Linked DNA regions of Ostrinia nubilalis: region 2 is linked to region 1. The links are chromatin contacts, called in public Hi-C maps. All regions are on one chromosome and are shown on one strand. Each heading gives the region's core, a stretch centred on a gene start, on an enhancer-like site or on the middle of the called end of the contact. The rest is flanking DNA. Distances are from core to core; before and after follow the strand shown.

Region 1 (5,891 bases), core at 2,916-5,415:
GAAACTTCCTTGTGATTTACAACGCTATAAAAACTCAGACTTGAATTTGTCCGCTCCTAAGCTTCAGCTGCAGCTCCTTAATATTAACCGTAACTGTAACTATAACCGGTGTTTTTGTATGGATTTCGGCAGACTTTTGACGTTTGTTTTTTTTTTTTTTTTTTTTTTTATGTGATAGGAGGCAAACGAGCAGACGGATCACCTGATGGTAAGTGATTACCGTCGCCCATAGACACCCGCAGACCCAGGGGCGTTACAGGTGCGTTGCCGGCCTTTAAGGTAAAGATACGCTCTCCTCTTGAAAGCTTGTAGGTCGTATCCGTCCGGAAACACCGCAGACGACAGTCCATTCCACAGTTTGGTTGTACGGGGCAGGAAGTTTCTAGAGAAACGTACTGTTGTGGACTGCCAACCATCTAAGTGATGGGGGTGGAAGTGCAGTTATGGTTAAAGTAAGATGGTGCAACCCAGTGTTAATAATTTTAAATTTTATTTCAAACTTAATTAGAGTCTACAGGAGCCATTTCAAATGCTATATTCGTAGCAGTAAGACTGGTTCCAAATAAAACATGTATCTATCCTCTCTCCCCATTAAACCAAGTACTTCAAGGCACAGGTGTCCCATCCCGGGCTCCAACCCGGGACTCTTATTAGCGGGCGCACCTGATCCCGGATCGATAGGCGGGGCGACGCGGGATTGGCCGGGGCGGAGTCGGAGGCTGGGAGGACCGGGATACACCGGGACAGGACAGAAAATGGAAGTTACAGCTGCTTTTTCGAAGCAGTATTTAAAAAAAAATAACCCTGTCAACTCTATGTGATCCCATACATCGACCGCCTCTGTGGTCTAGTGGTAAGCTTCAGACGCCCTCTGCGTCCAGGGTTCGATTCCCAGTGGGGGCAGATTTTTCTGTTCGGTTTGGTTGGTGGTAGGGCTTGTTCTAAGTCCGCCTGGCTAGCTACCACCATCTTACCTAAGTCTGTCGCCATAACAACAATGTTAACAGGATTGTTGTGTTCCGTCAGAGAGGTAAGATAGCCAGTTCCTCCGTGGTTGAGGATTCCGGGTGAAGCTCGCTTCCACCTTCAGCCTGATCGTCACTTAACATCAGGTGAGATACAGACTAAGAGCTTCCTCGTTGTGGATAAAAAAAATACGGATTCTGGTGCTGAAAACAACAACTTTTTATATTGGACCTACCTACTATATTAAAATCTCAAAATATAATGTCTTCGTGCTAATTAAACGATCTAACTAATATGAAAAAAAATTACCACTTAGGATTCGCTACCTCTGAAAAGTGAAAAGCGTCTAGCTTACCAGCCACTGAAACAAAAGCTGATTGCATGACAACATTATAACGGACTTTGAATGATAAATACTAATAACAAAATTCGAAAGTCACGACATAATTACAATGTAACATGTGTCTTTAGATGACGAATAATCCGCGCATTTAAATACTATCTATAATGCCGTGATATCGTATCGGGCAGTTAAGGCAGACAACGGGATTAGTAAACACCTGCACAGCCTAACGACAATATGGCATAGTGTTAATTACTGCAATAGTTTTTATGATAGTAAGTTTTTTTTTACGCAGGACAAGGAATTTAACCGCAATCGTACCTGGTGTTAAGTAATATGCAGTCTAGGATGGTACATATCTGCCCTGTATGTGCCTATTCACTCTCGCCTTGATAAGGCCCGGATTATAGTGTTCAGGAAAAACAGCAGCAGAGTTCTAGTTAAAGTTCCCAATACTTTTCAGTCAACCACTCGATGACACAGACATACCTACTGAAAGCTTTCAAATTGTTAAACAAATAAAATAAAAATATTTATTGGCTTTGTATTTCTTTTACAACCTAAGTAGAGTTTCAAAATCTTTCAGTATGTCCTACCCACAAAGCGATTGGTTTCATAAGCTTGCAATTAGAGTAGAAGGGGTACTTATTTCAGGTAATGTGCTCGACTACTGAACGGATTCAAATATACCTACAGCCATGGACCTATAAAAAAAGGCGGACGGAACTCGCGCTACAACAAAACTGTGACGCAAAATTTTGGCGTTTGTCTATTGTGTGAGTGAATTTAGGGATGCCATGTTAGCCAAAAAATTTTACCCATTTATTTTAAGAAAAACATAGATCGGCAGATGTTGGAAATGTAGACAGAATTATTCCGTGCCATTTTAAAAGGATGAAAGGTGAATGCGTTGAGGTAGGCGCGAAATTTTCAATGTTCAAATTTTCTTACATTGTTTGCAAGTCAGTGTGTCAGGGTATGTACATAATGTTGATTAAAAATGATTCACGCAGTTACAAATTACGAATCTTGTGTACATTATAATCATAATCTTATGCATCATCAATATATTACACCGGTCAACAAAAAAAAAATTTTTTTTTGCGCATGGATTTTACTTATTATATTCAGATTATACAGGGTGTTAGGTAAATGGGTATATGAGCCGACACTAGCCCATGTTAACATATGCATATAAATGGTCTGGTGAAGTCAGAAAATTGATATCATCATTTTAATTATTTTAATTTTCATACATATCTGATTTTATAAATTTTATTTTGTATGAACATTTAAAAAATTAAAATGATGATATCAAATTTCTGACTTCACCATACCATTTATATGCATATGTTAACATAGGCTAGTGTCGGCTCATATACCCATTTACCTAACACCCTGTATAAGCAAATTTATATAAAAAGTGCGATTACAAATCGAAAATATTTGCTTTTTAAAGAGTTATAGCGATTTGAATTTTCCATCTTCATAGAAGAATGTCTCTAAAGATGCACGTCACATTCTCATTGGGATATATTTATAGATAATTATGGGGGCTTATTCGCAAGAACAAGGGGCACGCTTTCATCAAAATATAGTGGGATTTGAGAGATGACGTTACCAAGGCCAGTAAACTGAAAGCATGATAGGGTTAGATTTTTATGAGAAAAATCTTCTATAGAACATGACAGGAAATTAGAACTTTTCATTTTTAATAAATATTTGGACTCTATTTTAAATTTTCTCTTGTGAAAATGAGTCTTAAATGGATGTTTGGTATGTTTTAATAATTAGAAAGAATGAAAGAAAGAAAGAAAAAAATACATTTGGCAACTAATTAAATCCTCTCTATGTTCATGTTTCATACATTCATTGATATGAATTTTTCTATTTTTTACACATAATAGCAAATTCAGAACAATTTTTTGTTGTTATTCTTATTTCTAGGTATTAAAGCAATAAAAATAAGCTATGCATAACCCGTGCGCAAAAATGCTGTAGACAGTTGTTATTATTATCTCTGAAAGATTTTTTTTAACATACAACCTGACACTGACTTGCAATCAATGTAAGAAAATTTGAATTTTGCAGTTCCACATTTTTGGGAAGGATCAAATTTGCCTATGAAAATATATCCCATTAAAACACAATTATTATGATAAATTATTTTATTTCCATAGTATGCGTAATAAATAACTAAAAAGTCCTAAAATTATTATTAATTTCCCTTATTTCGGGTAATTTTCCCACGTAAATAACTGAGAACACTGGTCTTTGACGTATTATTTTTTCGAGTGAATGACGTTTGATTTCAATTAATTTCAATATTTTAATATCGGGAAATAAGTGATTGGATTATTATTTTGCCTGTGAAATGTGATTCCTTAATTTTTGTTTGTTCGAACAGAACGGTTTTTACACAATTTCATCACACAAGACATGTCGTATTCGTGTTGTTTTTTCGCTGCTTAAATGTGTCAACTGTGTGAAGTTTGCACTCGAAGTGGTGTAACAGGGTGTGAATGTGTGCGTGCAGGCCTGTACGTACAGGCAAGCTGGTGTATCCTAATGTCACAGTATTTTGTTGATGAGAATCCGTCCGACTTTTTTTATAGGTCCATGCCTACAGCACAATACTTTAAAAAAAAATGACTTCGTTGTCGAAGTTCCGGGCTAAAGCTAACTCAATTTTGAAGGACATATTATTAAAACACGACCTCACTGCATCCTGCACCTCATCTTGTATCCTCCGCTATTTGCACAAGCGCCGCCCTCCGAGAGGGCTGGCCCGGCCCTCTGACGTCATATAACCGGAGGGATGCTGAGGGCACTCTCAGTGTGATCAGTGTGGTGAGAGGAGTGTGTGAAATGGTGCGGTAGTGTCATTGGACATTGGTGATAGTGGATTGTGGAATTTTTGAAAGAGAAATTTCAAAAGGTGTGGTTGCATTTGTAAATTACTTCTGTTTTTATCTTAAATTTTTTCCCTTTCTTCTCTTTCTGTAAAGTTATGTAATTATGCATTTTGGGGGATAATTTCTGGAACAAATTTTCCACATCTAATATTAAGTACCTAGTACCTATTTGAATCTTAAATAGAAGCAGGTAGAATCATAAGATTTGAAGATTGTGAGTAGTGTATAGCAGAAACCATTCGAAATCACTTATTATTAATCTAGGTGACTATGGAGAAGTAATAAAAATGTAATATTGTTTACTACGACTATGTTTATGTTGTAAGTATTGACTAAGGGTGATAAAGGCCACTCGTGATAATCCCCACAAAAGTAGAGCTACGAGTATATCCTCACCTCGACCAAATACTGGTGTTTAGATTTAAAATATAGTATCATAAAGTATGTATTCATTTTTATTGTTTCTCTACACAGCAGAGATATGCACTAAACACCAACTTGAAAAATACTAAAGTTACCATTTGAGTAAAAAAGTTTGCATAATATTCATTCTTCTGAACTTACCGCAACACAACACAAAAGTAAAAATTATATTTGTTTATACAAGATAATAGAGACAAATAACGTCGGAATTCACAGAGGAATGGAAGTGCCCACAGGAACGATAAGGAGAAGAAAGACAATTTAACAGATTTACATTCTCAATTGAAAATTAGAATGCAACCCACAAAGGTTACATCCATCTGATCCTGCCCTTCAAAGGACACTCAATGAATATCTTAAGAATACTCCAAGGATGCTCTGACCACGTCCTAACCCTTGACACGTTTGTTTTGATCCCAAATCTAATTGAACCACAAGAAGGGTGTATAAATAATAAGTTCGCACCTCCTAAGCGGGCCTTTAGGGGATAATAAATCCGTATTTATTCTTTTTATATCGCCCCCTGTGTAGTGGATGGGGTAATCGAATCACGATCAACCCGTATCGAATCCATTCGACTTGACTACTTGATATTATTGCTCTATGTCTATACATTATTAATTCTTACTGGTCTAAAACTAAAATTGCAAACCTTAAACTACCTAGGAACTAAAGTAGTATCTCTACTGCTTAAGTATGTCATAAGGGTTGATACCTACTCGTAGTGCATTGGGTAGTAGAGTCAAATTTTGAGCGACTATTTTATATTACGCACAGTGGCGGATTTACCAGCAGGTGGAGTAGGCTGAAGCCTAGGTCGGCAAATTTTAAGGGGCGGCAGATTTACTTAGTTCATAATTATTTTTTACATACACAAAGTAGGTACGTATTTCGGATATGAATATATCAATATTCGCTAGGCCAGTCAAATAAGATCCAACATCCTACGGGCGGCAAATCTGTAAATCCGCCACTGATTACGCATATTTTAAGAAACGGAACTTAAACCTTGGGAGCAAAAGAGTGTCTTAATTTTAAAGTGTACTTTTGTGGCAGCTTCACCATGAAGAGCTGGCTAGAAGCGACCGGTATGGAGGACTCTCTGCCCTGCATGCTGGCGGAACCCAGAGAAGCATTGCTGCCCATCACTGGCAGAGAGAACCTGGCACCAAGGAAGAGGTAGGGCACCTTACTTACTTATTACTAACTTTAGTAAAACAAAAAGTCTATGTTCTTAGACATAG
Region 2 (5,734 bases), core at 2,454-4,953, 140 kb after region 1:
ACGCTGGGCGGACATTGAAGAGCGAAGACAGCAGGAAAAGATGCGGGCTATCGGCTTCGTTGTCGGCCAGACCGACTGGAACCGAATGACCGACCCCACCATGGGGTCCAGTGCGCTCACTCAGACTAAATATATCGAGCGAGTGCGCAAAAATTGAGCGTCAAATTGACGGTTGACAGAACGCTTCGCGAGGCATGTGCGACACGTGACCTCTTTGTGACAAGTTTATAGCGAAGTTTAGACGCAATAAAACTTGCAGAAGTTGACTTCCGCAAGCTGTTTACCACTGTGTAACTAGCAGTGGCAAGCCAACTTCTGCAAGATTTGCACAGTTGTGACAGCTTGCGGGAGTCAACTTCTGCAAGTTTTATTGCTAGTCTAAACCTCGCTTAATCCTTCAAGCTCCGCGAATCTAGACACAATAGATATAATCAATTGTTATGACATTAATTAATGCCGTCTGGGACTCAATCGGTTAAGAGTCTAGATTTGTATGTTTTTACAAACTGTATGGCGACAAATCGAAGAATTGCGAAAAGACCTTAATTGTTAAAGGTTGACCTTATTTGTTGAAAAGTACCTCGACTAGCCTTTTTCTTTTGTCAGACTACTACTTATCGCAGTCTTTGCATTTTAGTTTAGTCCGTCTAACAATGCCCATGCCTCGCGAAGTAATGCCGTTACAGTCAGGTCAATAAGTGTTTGTTTAGCTGCACTACGCCGCAAGATGGCACTAGAAGTGGAAGTAAAAAAATATACTTATAGTCCAGTGAGCTGTGTCTAGGCTATTAAATTCTTAATACAATTTAACTTCTTTCTTATGTTAATTAAGGTCATAGGTAGAAGTGACTAAAGATAACTCGGATGCATTTTCAAATGAGTTGTCGGTTACAATTATTTTCTGTTTACATGCAGTACTGTTCGAACGGTCTGCTATTTGCATAGTTGCAAGAAGTAGGATTTAACCATGTGTTAAGATTAAACTAGCATAATTAATAATAATTATAAACAAACAGTAACGAGAAGCGTGATTGTAGATGTATGATGAGGTTTTTAGGAGCAGTATAACTTCTAAAGTTTTATAATGTTTGTAGTCAGTACATAATAAAAGTATATAGTAAATTATTCTCATTTGTATGGATCTTTGTTAAATGTTTCGACTACCTGAAAGTAAAGTAACTACTAATTTACAAAATATTTGTGATCATAAAATTCTTATTTTTGAAGGAGTACTTATAAATAAACTCGTTAGAGCAGGGTCGAATTTTGGGGGGTTATCTATCTGATATCTATTGATAGGCAGAATTATGAAAATAACTACGAAAGTATGGATGTTGTGTATTTTATTCCTAGATATGCTTGATAATAAAGTCTTTTAAACTTTACTGTATATTTTATTTCATTGCATCCCATACGACAGGCTTTAAATCAGTTATTTTCGTCCATAGCGTTGACAAATTCGCCGTAAGTTTTCGCCGCGTGTTTGTAGTTTGCTCCGTACCGCGGCGGTTGCGCCGTGTTTATTTTCGTCAGATATTTTTCGTTTTCGGCCAGTTCGTTTTCGTTTTTGTTTTTATTGTCCGTGAGGCCAGTTTTGTCGAGTTTTTCTTTGACGGCGGCTTCGCCTTCCCGGCCTGCGGTCATGATGGTGATCTGTGGGGTGCTCATGGATGCCATGTGGTCCTTGATGCATTGCTGCAAGATGTGTAGGAAGAACAGGAAAGCTAGCAGCGTGAGCGCCGACATGGCCGCATTGCTTTTGTGTCCGCCGCCGTATGTGCTGCGAAAAAAAAAGATTTTACGAAATTCGTGAAAAAGGCAGTTTATAAATATTTTTTCTTTCTTTCTTCCTTTCAAATTTCAATTGCCAGGACCTTTGTTTAATAATTAATTATAATCTTAAAAAAATATCTTTTTAAATATTTGATTTTTAGAAAGTTTAACATCCGTTTGGATTTGTCCAGTAATTTGCGGACTTTTAAGACTCTAACTATTAATTTTTTTCCGGATTTTTTGGCCACAATAACTCATTATTTAACTTACTGTTTGGAAGAAGCCTCGACATGCCCCTGGGTTGGAGGCTCGTACGCGTATACCACGTGTGGGTCCGCTACGGGGGTCCCGTATTCTGCATACCTGTTTTAATAATTTACTTTAACGGCAAGTAAAAAATAAACTAATAAAACAAAAAACCACGACCCTAAAAAATGTAGTGAACAAAAAAAGAAAGAATAACACTACCCCTAGTGAGTGCGACATAAAATCTTTCTTCTACAAGGCGCTTTTACACTGCGCGGATATTAGCCAAGTCAAGTCAAAAAACAGCGGGGTGGGGATGAAAAATGAATGAATTTCATCCCCACTCCACTGTTTTTTTGACTTAACTAATTTCCGCGCAGTGTAAATCCGCCAACAGCGCTCACCATTTGGCGCCACTGTTCTAGCCATTCGTTTGCAAGTGCAAAAATATGACAGAAAACTTACGACAAAAATCCTAAACAAAAATGTTACATCTACATGGTATTCCAGTTTTGATACCGCAAAGTTCATTTTGCCTGACTTCGAAGTCTAAAGTTTGCATTTTGTCCAGATTATTCTACGCTCGTCTGGTTAGCGCTAACAATAACTTTTTGTTATTACAATAAAAGCTGAAAAAATAGTTTATTTGGAACTTCTGAAGGTGATAGATATTTTTATTCGGCCCATTTTACACGATCTAAGTCCCAAAAAGGGAGGATTTTCCTTTTAAATCTGTCTTAAATTTGACGATTTCGAAGACGATAAGCTTTTAGAAAAAAAAAAAGAATAAAAAAAAAAGATTGCAGACACTAAAATAATGAACGTCTTTCGAAGTGCTTTTTACTGTGGTAAAAAATAATATTAACTAGAGCCATTTTCTTCATGAAAAACGGCAGTTGTTAAAAGACGTCCAGTATTTTACATTTTATAGCGTTGCAGAACAACATCAATCAAGTCACTGGTTGCGGGTAAGTTTTGAGGTTCGTATTATTTTTTGTGATAAAAAATTATACAAAATTATTAACCAGAATATTATTGTGTCGTTTGCCTCCTAACATTGTCGCTTTGTATTTTTATTCGTTTATCGTTACGATACGCTTATCTGGACTTTTCTCTCATCATCAGTTTTAAAAACTATAAATACTTATTTAAATGTTTTCGCATAATATCAATAGCAATCTTAATTTGACATGGTTTGATTTTAATTTCTACTAATAGCACTTGTTTATAAAACACTATCAAACAACTGACCTGTTAATAAACTGCCTATTTCCCGTTTCTATTTGGAACAAAAACGTCTTGTCTTAACTTGACAAGCCTTGATGTAAATTTTACTACTTGCAATTGTTTAAAAAATACTATCAAACAACCCTATAACCTGTCAATAAACTGCTTACTCCCCGTTCCCATTTGGGACAATACACCGAAATTTAAATTTCTACCACTATCGTTTGTTTATAAAAAAAAGATACTATCAAACAACTGACCTGTCAATGATTTGCTTCTCGTTCCCATTTGGGACAAAACAGATCTGTCTTAATTTGACAATTACTTGTTTAAAAAACACTCAACTGACCTGTCTATAAACTGCTTACTTCCCGCCCCCATTTGGGACAATACACCGAATGTCATGTCGGATGGCAAGCGCACGTCCTGTCAGCCGAATGTCAAGGTTCCACTGCGCGCGCGCACGCCCCGGCGGGCATCCAGCGATCTACATTCTACACGCTCTACTTCGGCCCCTAACATGTGACATCGCTATAGCGGTATTTTCACCATTGTCATCTGCGATTTCGACAAATTAGAGCTTAACCTTACAGCAAACAAGCTGTACTTAACTTCTCGTTGAGATGATTACGGATTTAAGAAAAAAACAAATAATTTTTCATTTTTTTATTTCACATAAATAACATACACACACGGACGTCCCCATTCATTCGATCTCACAAAATATACAATACTAACTAGTAAGTGATATAAATAATAGGTATTCATACCATTCGTATATCACACAGAATTATTTTTACATCAGTCGTTAATTATCGAGAAACTGGCGGATTCATTGTTTCAACACAAATGCATTTAGTTGTGCCAATAACTGAAATTTAACTCAAAAAGTGACTACTGGACGGAATCAATATCTCCTGGATACATTTAATCTTTGTTTGCCTACTTATTAACTTCTAAAATAAGTTAAATAAATAAATAATTTAAATAAATTAATAGAACACTATGCTTGACGCGCTCTTAACCGATGGGATAAGTTTTGAGCACATTCCAATCATTAAGGCACCAATGTAGATTACCATTGTGTACTTAATTTCATTTATGTTTTAAACGAAATTCAGTACGCCGATAGCGTCAATTTTGACTAATCTACTGCTCACTGCAATATTATGTCTCTAATCACTGGAATCAATTGGATGTTTCTGTTGTTTCCAATTAGTTCGGATCTTGATAACATTAAATCGTTTATCACTGCTGCGTTGTTACTGCGTACGATTTGGCGGCGCGGAGAGGGTTAGACCTCGTTGCACTGGAGGTACATTTGGCGGCAGTCCACTCCCGCGCGGCCGCGGCGACCGGCCTCTGAGAACTCCTCGAATGAACCACCCGATTGTCTTTCCAAGACGAAACTGGCAGCGTATCTGTGAAAAAGAGAAAAAGATTGAAATGGGTAAACGCTGACTGGGATTATAAAATTCAAAGTGAGCAAGGCCAAAAATGAGCTTAATTCATTGCAAAAGTAGTCTTTCGTTGAAAAGAACAAGAACTGCTGAAATAGAGAGTCATTAAAGAATTTCAGGAAAAGAAACTATCAGAAGATAGAAGATGAAGGTCACTTACGTTCCAAGTTGACAGAACACGCTCTTGGGTCCGATGTCGGAGGAGCACTCATTGTTGGCATCGCAAACGTATTTCTGGAGGCACTTGTCGTCACTCGTGCCGAAGGATCGCACGTAGGTCTTCAGCATGGCGATACCTGCCAAAGCGGCGTCACTGACAGAGTCCTTGCGACCCATGGACCGGGCGGTCAGAGATCTATGGGAGAACGAGGTCTTCAGGGCATCCAGAAGATTCATTACGATGTTGATGAACTGAAAAAACAAACAGAAGTTCAAAACGTGAACTTATCACTGACAAAACTGAAAAGAAAACGATGTTTTTATTGCAATGAAGAATCAGTTAGACTTAGAAGAATGTTACCTGTTGGTATAGTTAAATGCATTTATGTATTGACTCATTATAAGGAGAAGGAAGGGTAGGTGGCGTACCTCTCCAGCCTGCTTTGCCATGGAGGCGACTTGGTCGGGGTCTTTTGCACCGAGCATCGTCGACAGTACCGCAGCCAATATACCCTGAAGCAAGCGAGAAGCGACACCATATCCATAACCGAATTTTACTATTTACATTCCATAAGACAGGAGTACCTCAAGAAATAAATGGATCTCGACAAGGAAGACTACCGTGAGGTATTCCGGTCGTAAGAACTTATTATTTTTGTCAATTAGGTTTCTATCAACTACCATACGGGGTTTAAAAGTACCTACAGGTGAGGGTCAACTTGCAAGGTGCTTTACACTATCGAAGTGACTGAAACTAAAATTATCTACATTATTGGATGTTAGTAAATCAGTATGGATAAATAAAATATTAATTGCAAAGTAAGAATAATTTATATTTATACAATAAAATCTCTCAACAATTCCTGTTT

What was found. A called contact is a pair of places that touch in the nucleus more often than the background predicts.
Region 2: a Hi-C map of whole larva shows a contact between it and region 1, with 3 times the contacts expected there. The contact joins the promoter of LOC135078212 here to the promoter of LOC135078246 in region 1. A contact is called at or near these places in 2 of 5 Hi-C or Micro-C datasets (whole body and whole larva).

The regions. Positions count from the first base shown.
Region 1 is chr14:14,061,399-14,067,289 of ilOstNubi1.1, forward strand. LOC135078246 (helix-loop-helix protein 1) reads left to right here and starts at 4,166. Exons shown (of 3, transcript XM_063972847.1): 1 at 4,166-4,247; 2 at 5,704-5,826. The coding sequence starts at 5,711.
Region 2 is chr14:14,205,027-14,210,760 of ilOstNubi1.1, forward strand. LOC135078212 reads right to left here and starts at 3,704. Exons shown (of 3, transcript XM_063972797.1): 1 at 3,596-3,704; 2 at 2,044-2,136; 3 at 1,327-1,780. The coding sequence starts at 3,651. The coding sequence ends at 1,429. LOC135078210 reads right to left here. Exons shown (of 6, transcript XM_063972796.1): 5 at 4,867-5,117; 6 at 3,898-4,667. The coding sequence ends at 4,541. LOC135078213 (YLP motif-containing protein 1-like) reads left to right here. Exons shown (of 9, transcript XM_063972799.1): 9 at 1-1,385. The coding sequence ends at 157.